Regions from separate parts of the Drosophila melanogaster genome. Here region 1 is linked to region 2. Evidence: chromatin contacts called from public Hi-C data. All regions are on one chromosome and are shown on one strand. The core of a region is the stretch at or near the end of the contact, and the rest is flanking DNA. Distances in the headings are between cores, read along the strand shown.

Region 1 (5,990 bases), core at 2,838-5,337, 5.6 Mb after region 2:
AACAAAAAAATGAGGAAACATTTTATTTTAATTTATATGTAGCCAGTCGGCGTTGTTGTTTTCAATTCAATTTACAATTCATATGAACAAAGTTCAATTTATTTGTTTTCTTTTACCGCAAAAGTCCAAAATTCCAAGGCAATAGGTTAAGTCACTTTAAATTAAAACCCCAAAATGTACGCATTTTATTTAGTTCGCAAAAGTGTTTTCTACTTAAATGATTTGTTCATTCAATTGGCTTTGTTTTCAATGCTTTAATTTAATATGCATTTTCTGACTTGGCTGTTAAATTCGCAAATTAAGCAGTCGGCTTAGATTTCTAGGAAGAACAGATAAAACTTTAAATGTATCTGTGTTATCAACGTTTAGTTTAGTTTTAATTGAATTGTCAATTAGATAGTGTTCTTACATATTCAGAAATAAGACTTGAATTAATCTTCAATTAAATGACCACCAATTTTTCATAACCAGCTTATTGCCCCATAAAAAAACTGTGAGTATTTCCACTTCATAACAATTGCAACTGATTTAGGCCAGACACAAAATGTTAATTATCTCACTATATATCATACAATTTAACCAAAACATTTGTATGGGCTCGAAAATTAACTTCAATTTGCATAACAAAATATCCGTCTAAATTAAACAAATTGCCCGTCTATTCAGCGGCAAATGCCAACAATGAAAAATACATGTAATAATTCACCAATAATTTTCATAATTGTTTTGAGTTTTATTACTCCACACATAGTTCCACGTACGAGCAGCAGAAATTCGAAAAAGGAAAAAAAAAAGTGATTTATGTGAACATGCAATTGCAATTTGTTCTGGGGCAGAGAAAGACATTCCCTGGAAAAAGTTCTTAAAAGCGAATTATGGCCACAATTAACCCAATTCTTTTGGCCATGGGACACTGACATGAAGCGATCTCATAAAAAACCAAATTAAGAAAAATAAGAAAACAAAACAAGCGAAGAAAAGTGCTCAAGAATTTCACTTGCAATCAGCCAGAGAAATTGGGATGACTTGAGTGTATAATATGACAGTTCATTCAACCGATTCCGAGTTTGTTGAAGAATGTAACAATATTAATTTAAATTTGAAATATATAATCCAGAATAGATTAGCCTGCAGATAAATCCAGTATATCCACAATTATCGTGATTTAATTGGTTACGTAAATTATTTTAATTGGATATGATTCTATTCTCAGCATGTTCAGATCGCAAATCATTAATAATTAAATAGAGAAAACAAATGTTTAAACAGTACTAATCTGACTTATATGCACAGTAGTTAGAGTAGCTACTATGTGTATTTTGAAATATGTAATAAAAAACATTGTCTCATCAATTTACGAAATATTTCATTGCAATTTCAAGCACTCATTGCTAAGATGATTCTCAAGCAAGATTTGCCGAAAAATTGTGATTCACGAGTGTTGCATAAAATTTGTATATTCCTGGCAAATGATTTGGACAGCAACGAATTTGACAACTTCAAGTGGCTGTGGCAGCTGCCAACCCGCTGCCACGCCCACTCCCACCATTCCGCCCATCTGTGGGGGTATCTGCGATTCGCTGGCAGCTTCTTCAGCAATTTATGCATTCAAGTGGCAGCCAAAGGCAGCGAACAGCAAACGCTGATGATGACAATAAAGGACGCTGGATCTGCGATGCTGCGCCGAGCATTCCTGATATTTTGCCATTTGTAGTTACTTGTGTTGTATCTGTAAGATGCATTTGGCTGATTGTCAAGTGCCACGCTTTGTTATCAGCATGCTGACATCATTATCCGGCAAAGGCAGCGACTTTAAACTTTAATCTGCTGCAGAGTGGAATTAAAACATTTTTTCATATCCAACAGATTGTATTTACTAATAATTACGTATTATATGCATAATAATTTATTTATATTGCTCCAAGTCACAATTACATCGAGGTAATCTTTAAGATTCTACCAGAATATTCCAGATCAAGAAGGTATAAGAGGAACGTACTACGTAGAAGAGTGCAAATCAGAATTCCCGGTGCTTATCAATTTTCTTTGTTTTTAAAGTCAAAAGGTTGACTGTGTTTTTTAATAACTAATTATGTGCACATAAAAATGAGAAAGTAAAGAGAAGGAAAACAAATATGTATGTTGCATATGTGTACAAATTGCATATTAGTTAGTTCCGTTATACGTATTACTTAGGGCAAGTTAACATTTAGTTTTCAAGTATTAATCATTTAAATGTTAATTTATGAAGTGCATCATGATTGGATTGCTTTTAAGCCTTTCACTTACCTGGCAATGTGAAAACGCCGCTAAGGGCTAGCACGGTCATCAGCAAACCGAACAAGAGCTTCATTTTTGTTTGGTTTTTTTTTTTTCACAAGCTTATAATTTGTTTAATTTGTATAGTTTATTTAGGGCTGAAAGCTTTGATGCGTTGATGTGGACCGGCAACCGGATTCGATTCTGTTCAGTTTTGTTCTGTGCGGAAAGACAAACAATCGTCAAATGCGCTTAAATGATTTGAGGAAGCGGCAAATAAACGGCGGCCGGCTGAGTGAGTGAGCGAGTGAGAAACCGAGTGAGTGACTAGCTGACCGCTCTCTTGCTCTCCCTCTCACTCAATTAGCCGCTGGGCTTATAAATATTCCAAATGGCAGGCGGCAAGTGTTGTGGGAAGAGCGCTACACTGTGCCCGTCAACTGGGTACAATATTTGGGGACTCCACTGTGTACAGAATGCAGCGTATTAGTAATGTTCTTAGGCACATTTAAGTTAACTTTTATTTTCGTTACACCTTTTTGTTTCCGTTATAGCTTACTGGTTCATTAACTATTGTATCTACTACTATAAAAAATATAATATAATATAACTTTATCTTTATAATTATATATATATAAAAGCAGTTCTAAAAGGGCATTTGCTACTAATATTTTAAAATTTCGATTAAAAGGGTGTTTGAAAGTCGCCGTTGCTCATTGAACCTTTTGTAAATTTAGTTGTGTTTTCAATTTACTTAATCAGTTTTTGTCTATGCTTCGTTAGCTGCACGCGGGCTTCTCTATTCCACTATATTTGTATTTCAGACTTTAAATGTGTCCCTGTCACAGTTGCTGAATGTTTCAGTCGCCCCATTCGTATTTCAATTCCACTTCGATTGCATTGTATGGAACTATGTCTATTCAACGGCTGCTCGAATCACCTGTTAAATGCGCTTGGTGTTTAGTTCAAGGTTGTTGTTTCTGTAAACAAAAGCATCATTTGCTTATTTCCCTAATGGGCAGCTATTGAGAATTTTCTTCCAAGGAAATGAAAACGGAGCTAAAGACTATTCTCAGTAATTAAATGGTTATGATAGAGTGCTTCTTTTTAATTCCATCGATAAAGTAGTCACGCCTTGATTGAGCCGGGTTTAATCACGATTTTACTAACGAATATGCCAAAGATCGGCAATTTATTGGAAATCTTTAGTTAATCCGATTATGAATGATCTTTTTGACCCGAGAGAACTTACGATATAACACCCAATTACAGTTCTGATAAATATAAAAAGCCGTAAAGAATTTGTATAATTATACACTGATTTAAATCTAGAATGTATTATAATCTCAAAATGAACTGGAATTTTTGCACATCAGAAAATTATTTAAATATCTTGCCCGACAGTAAATTTTTCAAGGTCTTCAAAATTAGCAACTATAAACTTTAAATAGCATTTTTAATGTCTGATAGTTTTAGAAAGCTATTGTTTATGTTGGGCTCAGCATAAAAGTGAGCACAAGTAAATATTTCGCAAACAGCTGCGTGAAGTAAATTAGGCATCCAAATTATTGCCCAGACAGCCTAAACAAGCTGCAAATTGTTTGTTTGTAAACATTTTTGTCAGCGCCGAAGCGGAAATTGTTCACGCACACAATTTCATTCACATACACATGCCGACAACCGCGAATTTGCATAAATTTTATTATTGTTACCGGTGTCATACAGTTATTTCTGTGGATCGCTTGAATCACTCGATTTCGAAAGATCGGAGAAGAACGCGCGATCTTCAACGTGCGTTGGCTTTAATGAAACGTTTCGGACTAAACGGTTGCGTACGATTTTGGCTTCATTTATACCAGCTCACGTCGTTGGCACTCAAAAAAAAACAAAGAATTGAGAAGAGAGACCGGGAAAGGGAGGAATGCGCAGAGAAGAATACGAGAGCGAAGAAGGGTCTTCCGAGTGCTCCAAATGTGCATTCAACAATGTTTTAATTAAAAAAAAAAAAGAAAAATAACTAAAGAACTTTCAATTTTATATTTTTACAACAGATCCACTACCAAAGATGCCCCATCCTGTTTACCCAAAAAGTAGCAGAAATTTTACAAAAAGAATATTCATTGACACGTCAGTGGGAGCAAAAATGAATGTCGCCAGCGGAACGCGAATGTCCTCCAGTGCAGTCCCTTGACCAAAACCGTTGGAGTTCGAGGTGTATGTATAAAAATCAGAAATTCAAAGCGGATGGCCGACAGCGCCGAGAAAGAGGCGGGGATATAGTTAGCGACAAGGAACGCGCGCCAAGCTACGTTCTTGGATTGACAATGAAGTCCACCTGCCCCCTTTTACCTGAACTTGCCTCTTGGGAGCCGTGTTGCTTTATGGTTTTCGACCAGATTGAAATCGCGATCGGCGCAGCTACAGCTGTTAAAATCTCCTGCAGGCTGCTCTTCATGCTCTACAACTTGTAATTCTTGTCGTGGTCCCACGAACCGGATTCTGTTTTAACTACACTTTCGTTGGTTTTATTCGAACTGCTATTTTCGTTTTACTAAATACAGGTTTGATTGCACTATGCCTTTAAGTGGCAGAGGAGCATTTAAAATAAATTACCATTTTCGGTTAATCGTTGACACAACATTCTTGCGGTCGAGTCAATAAATTCCCCAAAAAACAAGATTTGGTTGTCAAGGCTTCGAAGTGAGAAGAATTTGAGTCAGCTTAGTCCTACATATATTTAAGTGAGTAAAGCTTGGCTTTTAGGACCAACGATATTTTAAAATATCAGATTGACTTGTTTTTAAATAAACTATTTACAATGCTATGATCTTCAGGTAAATATCGTAGTATATTTTCTATTTTTTTATATATACTAATTATATATATTTTTCTTTATCATTTGCAGTCTCTTAATTAGTCATAAATCTTTCGAATTTAAATTTAGACACCGGATGACAGACAGAAACACTCACAGATTATAACGAAACGTGCTCTTGACCTTGACACTGTTGGAAAAAAATGAAGTACCCATATTCAGATATTTATTTTAGGATTGAATATTTTTAGAATGTTTTAAATTTCCTTGATAAACTTTATTCTTGCGCCATCTATGTACTTGCAGAAGACGCTGATACTAGCGCCACCTGGCAGCAGTAGGTTCTTAACATTTCTGTTAATTTTACAGAGCTGGAAATATGCTGGCTGTTCGAACGAGAGTTGCCAGATGAATTTAGACGTTGCCTTGGTAACGGTTTTCACTTGATTTTATTGTCGAAATAAAATAAATAAAGAAGGAAAACAAATATAAGGGACTAAAATAAAATAATAATGTTTCGTCGTGGAAAACTATCCTTTCTAAACACCAAAGATGACCGTGTTAAAATAATAAACGAGCGCATAAACATAACAGAAAGGCATCTAATGGAGATGTGCTCTTCGTTTGCTTTGGTAACGCGGAAAATGGCCAAGTGAGTTTGGTAAATAAATAAATCTGAATGAATAATCATAAGACCTTGCAGATATCGGGACTCCTTTGATGAGTTGGCCAAGAGTGTGAAGAGCTACGCCGACGACGAGGAAATCAACGAGAGTCTCTGTCAGGGACTGAAGAGCTTCACCAACGCGGTTACCATAATGGGTGATTACATGGACATCAATGTACACCGATTGGAACACAAGGTGAATTATCCTTTTTTAAATCTGCATCTTATATCATATTATTGACTTATGTA
Region 2 (5,698 bases), core at 275-2,774:
CTCAGTGCGAAACCTTGAATCTGTTTACAGAACCCATTATAAGACGGCAAATATTATTGGCGATAAAAGCAAAGTGCTCTCTACTCACCACCTCATCCCTCACGTTTTCCCCAATTCCCCTCCCTTTGGGAACGTGGATCCGTGTCCATTTTCGAAAGTCAAGAATTCGCATTAACGTTGAAATATGCTAGCCTAATTAAAAAGGCAATTCAACAATTTAGTAGATTGAACGTGTGTAGCCAAATGAACACACATATGTTTAATGTTCGATTCTAAAACTTTCTAGATTCTTTTCACTTAGCCATTATCACATTGCCAGCGGTTGCTCAAGGTGATTGTATTTCTTAATAATATTTTTATGACTGCCTTAAGAAATCCCACTTCATCATGTTGTCTCGTAATGAGTTTATCTATTTTATGGCGTTGACTAAACATTTTCGAGACACCGCAACGGAGATTTCCGTAGTTGCTTCTTTACCTCATCCCGTTTCCCACACTATGACTCGCCAAATCGACTGATAAGCCTGTAAATACGACCGCACGCTCCTCATATATAGTTTCCATTACCATATGACGGACAAGTGTCTAGTTATATACAATAAACAATCGCATTTTTGTTTCTATGTGCTTGGAGCTTGGAGTGGATGCAGATATCTCATCGGAGGGGCATGCAGATAAGTACTGGAGTGCCTATACTGCATGGAAATTTGGGAACTAGCATTCAAACATTCAAATTATATATTTTTCGAGTTAAAACTAATTCTAAAATGTTAAATGTATGTATTTAAAAACCACAAACAGACTCAATGGATAGAATAGAAATGACTCACAGTGGTTTTAGTCTTATCCTCTTGATGGAACCTAATTCTTAATCTTTTTCAGGCATTCATTTTGAAGTTGTCTACTGATTTTGTTTGTTATTCAGTAGAGTTGTAAAGAACTTACTCCAACTTTTTCCGGTGCGTCCGAAGAAGGTGCCTTCCTGGGGATTGTAGATCATTTCCGAGAAGGTTTGCTTCTTCGCTGGCTGCGGGAATTCGAATTCGCCTTTGGCGCCCTTTCCGTTATTCTTTGACATTGCGGCGCTGTTCTTTCGCACTTGTTTACGGTTAGCTTTTCAGTATTCGATTCGATTCGAAAATTTGGTTTATACTTTTCGTTGATGACGTGGACGGCGCGAAGGCTACGAAAACTGATTTATGTATACGTTGTGCTGTGTATATGCGATGATTCAGCAGACTCGAAACTGAATTCTCATTTATTTTCGCACTCGCAGTACTCTTGAATATTTTTGAAAAACGTGTAATTATGCAATTATTTGCGCCTCGACTGCTCGACTGGTCTTAGAGTTAGGAAAATAAGTTAGAACCGATTTTGGGCGAAATAAGCCGAATCAGAAGCACAAACAAACGGGCTGGGAGCCACGAGAAGTTGTTGCCAACTCTTGGTTTCCCTGCTTCCTGCGACTGCGAATGGCGATGCGTGCTGCGTGTTGCGCTCTCGGCGAAAGATCACCAACTAACCGAACGCAGCCCCAAGTCACCCAGCAAGGCGAAAACTCAGCACCAGTGTTCTTCGCCCCTCAACACTCACACAGGCTCACCACGCGCCTCGCTCTTTCTCTCTCGTTCTCTCTATCTCTTGCGTTCTCGCAACAAAAGCTTCAAGATAAGAGTGATTGAGCACTGAGGAAAACGGGGTACATTTTCAGATAAATAGTTAAGGTAAAAAGCAAAGAAGACTTTTCTGACCAAATTGACTCTTAAGATCGTCAAGATATGTAGGTATTTCTATTATTTCCGATATTAAGCAGTCTAATAACGCATTGGTTTCCCATTTCAAGCTCATGTGAGTGATATCTTAGAAAGAATTCTGTTGCAAGCGATTCCTACAGGACATTACTCATCCGCAATGTGGGCTGACGTCTTTGTTTAAACTCTCAGATGTTATTGGGTATACGAAACGTGACCCAAAAAAGCATTCCACGTATCTAGGGTCAATTTTCTTGCAGTGTGACGTCGACAGCTGTTGAACGTATTCGACACTTTGCCAAGCAACATGAAAAAGGCCAAAGCAAAAGCGTTGGACCAGGGGGGAGGTTATGTGGCTAAGGTGTGAGTGTGTGTGAGCTGGGGGTTTCGTGTGTGTTTTACCTCTTAATGTTCTCTCTATCTCTCTCCATCTCCTTAGCTGGCTACGCAAATAGAATAAATGATTGAGTGCAGACAGTGGCCAGACAACAACACACCCGAGGGCAGTTGCTTGGGCCATGCAATTTTCGCCAGTGCAGCTAAGTGCTTTGCATTCAAAGGCTGTGGAGCCTAGACCGCACTTCACCCTCTAAGAATGTGATACGCTCCTGCTTTATAAATATTAAAATACAAAGCACAAAGAAAATCACACGCATACTAGCACAAGTCGCACTCTCTCTCTCTATCTCCCGTTCTCCCACTCTGGCGTTGACATGCGCGGAGAGTTGAGTACATTGGCTCCACTACACACTCCACCCACGCCCCTCCCCCTAACAATCGCCACCACCATTGTTACTCTCATTATGCTGGCGTGCTGTGTTGTACTGCGCTTTGTTTTGCTTTTCCACGCTCTCCCCAAACGGGTGGATCAGTTTTTTGGGCGCTCTGTGCTTCGGAAATTTCCACGCGGAAATCGGGAAAACTTTCTTTGTTATTGTTCCTCAATCATGGTTCGTCGTCATCAGCATCTGGATAATGCTAACGCTGCACTGAGAAAAATAAACTGTTTCTTACTCTTATATTCCATAACTATTTGCATATAATGGCTTAAGAATTTCAAAAAGAACCTCATAAGCACTATCTTTAGGGAAAATGGTAGAAAATTTACGAGGATTTTTTGTCGAGTGTTTAAAGCGTTGCCAAGTGTCAAGAACTTTCGAGTTGATTAATTCCCTTAAATGTGCACTTCCTTCTGCATGGCAACCCCCTTGCCCCTTGCCACATGAACCCACAACTCCCCCAACAATGGGTTGCCATTGCCAATTTTCCTCATTCTTAGACTGTTGCTGCTGATTGTGGGCATGGAGATGCACGGATAAATGGCCACGGCATTATGTTATTGTATCTCGGTGCTCCATCGTTGTAATCATCACAAGTTGATTAAATGACACTTGAAAACGCCAGGGTGGCTACGTTGTGGAGTCAACTCAATTGTGAGGCGCAATTCCTGCATCTCGGTTTATTGGGTTGTCAGACGAGAGGTGTTTAATCCTAAATGGGTCTTTAATAACTATGATAATTTGGTTAGCTGCAATCACGGGCTAGAATAAAATTGCGAATCCCTTAAGGGGTGCATTCAACTAGCTAAATGACGAACAAATACCTCTTGAATGACGTATATAATTTACCGGTGATAAGTAAGTCTACATACTGTAACTTCATACATTGCCCAATTGGATTTGACCGGTTATATCCATTTAACGGTCAACTGTCGAAGTAACTGCCTTGTTGGACTCTCTCTCTTTTGCTCATCTGAACTCCCTCAAATCTCCCGCATATCTCCAACCAGTTTATCCTGGTCCAAACCGATTTTTCAGACTTTGCTGTGTGCGTGTCGATCTTTAAATCTCGTAGAACTTCCTCATTAGAGGATGGGCTTTGGTTTTTTTTTTTATTTATCAACTGATTTCAGCAGCTACATGGCTTAGGTTCTGTGGACAATGGTCTGTCATTCAGCTAATTAGCTCTCAATTAGCGAATGTACATTGCTGGCATATTTGTGCATACGATAATAAGTGGAAAAGTCAAACAGTTGGAATACAAAATTCCAGTAATCTATTTTCCTCGTCGATCTTCTGACGTCACAGAAGTATTTTAGCAAATTCAGAGAATATAAGCAAAAGTTAAACATAATCGAAAACTGCTGTCTCTGCGCTCTAATTAAGGAATTTTTTATAGATCACTGAAAGAGAAATCTGCAGCGAACAAGATTGTAAATGAAGGGCAAATGTGATAATCATATTCATATGCCGGCTTATACTCTTCACTCGATATTTTAAAAATAAACAATATCAAAAGGCAAACAGCAGCGCTCCGTTAATGATTTTAAATGACGCAATTGGAAGACTTATTATTCGGACTGATAAAAACCGATGTGACCGCGCGCCTACAAAACGTATTATATATAAATAAAAGCCAATCGATCTGGCTTTAAGTATATTTATCAGCCAGCGGCTGACCATTGTCAAGTGACGACTGAGATGGTTGTGATATAGTGTTATCAGCGTTATCTTATCACCCTACAGGGCAAACATCAGTGTTTACGTAAATCCTAAAGTATGTCATATGCCCCATCTGATAATTTTGAGAAACTGTATAGCAACATCTTTTTTGTGATTTTGCTATCGTAATCTTGTGTCAATATATCGCCAAGTGTATTAAAAATAAAACGGATTTGCTTTTCTGACTACTTTCATTTGATTTTTATTGAAAAGGAATTGAAAGTGTTTTGTGTCTCTTAGCCGTCTCAATTTATTTCCTTAAATTTCAATCTTCGCAATTATTATATCATAAGCTTACAAGTTAACCGAAGTTACGATTTTCTGTTTTCCAAATGTTGCACTTTTGTCGTCTATCAAAATGTGATGTATATGTATATAGGCTTCACTTTTGACTAAGTTATTAATAAATATGGTAAATTCTGAAGCTAGCTGTAAATATTTAGATTTTTGGTAGACAAAATTGGTCTGTTTTCGGTTACATGTTACATAGCGGCAGACTCAAAAATGATTCTTAAATTTTCTTTATAAATTTGTAATATCTAGGGATTCGTTTGTTAATTCATTGGAAATGGCAGTTTGGATTAATTGCTGTAAATTTGTTGCATTTGATTGATTTACTATTTACTGGTCAGCGCCAAATTTACTGGTCAGCGCCAAACGAGATTCAGGCTGGTTTAGTTCCATCCTGTCCATTGAGTTCCCATCTTGGTGGTTTAGCTTTACAATCTTACGTCTAACTTTCATCGTAAAGTGCATAAAAAGTTATTGGAATTCAAAATTTGTATGTTTATAGGCGTTGCAAGTCTTGAATATATATTTTGTATGCTTTATAACGCGGAAAACAAGTTTAAATAATTTGGATTTTTAATGACATTCGAAAATCTGAACCTTTCACAATCTTCACTACAACATCTGGTGGTTTGCCTCTGGTAGGATTGTCTTAGACGAGACTTATCGTCCTCACACACCTCTGATACCGAGATTCTTGTTAATCGGAGATTCTTGTTATTGTGTTTGCTATTATGTTATGTTGTAATAGTGTGGTACAATTTAATCAATGAGGAGCTCATAGTGCACCGATCCGATTCTCTCCTTGCGATCGTGTATGATGTTGCGAGCCCAAGCCCTGCACTCCACGTTGATGATGATTCCGCCTGGGTGATACAAAGTCATTGAAAATAGGGATCTTGGAAATGCAGGCACTACTTACGTTTGGGGCGCTGGAAGTGCACCGCCACCAGGGGACTCAAGTAGCCCTCGGAGTTCTGGTAGGGATAGAAGTAGCCGGGGAATCCCCTGATTGGCAGGTAGTTGACAGCACCAATGTTCTCCTGGTCGGCTGGGTTCTCGCCCTCGCACGATACCCAAATGGTGTTTAGCTACGCCCGGAAGAGAATCTTAGTTAGTCTTCTAGATATCTGGCATTACGTTCATCCAACTACCTTT

What was found. A called contact is a pair of places that touch in the nucleus more often than the background predicts.
Region 1: a Hi-C map of the Kc167 cell line shows a contact between it and region 2, with 4 times the contacts expected there. The contact joins the promoter of vir-1 here to the promoter of nrv1 in region 2. A contact is called at or near these places in 2 of 107 Hi-C or Micro-C datasets (the Kc167 cell line and wing imaginal disc).

What each region holds. Positions count from the first base shown.
Region 1 is chr2L:12,419,352-12,425,341 of dm6, forward strand. It overlaps vir-1 (virus-induced RNA 1), which reads right to left and starts at 4,088. Exons shown (of 6, transcript NM_165011.3): 1 at 3,972-4,088; 2 at 2,290-2,478. The coding sequence starts at 2,353. It overlaps Fam92, which reads left to right and starts at 5,553. Exons shown (of 5, transcript NM_135720.2): 1 at 5,553-5,726; 2 at 5,778-5,937. The coding sequence starts at 5,587.
Region 2 is chr2L:6,785,337-6,791,034 of dm6, forward strand. nrv1 (nervana 1) reads right to left here and starts at 1,525. Exons shown (of 4, transcript NM_057819.4): 1 at 946-1,525. The coding sequence starts at 1,078. nrv2 (nervana 2) reads right to left here. Exons shown (of 8, transcript NM_057820.4): 6 at 5,695-5,698; 7 at 5,463-5,631; 8 at 4,434-5,406. The coding sequence ends at 5,303.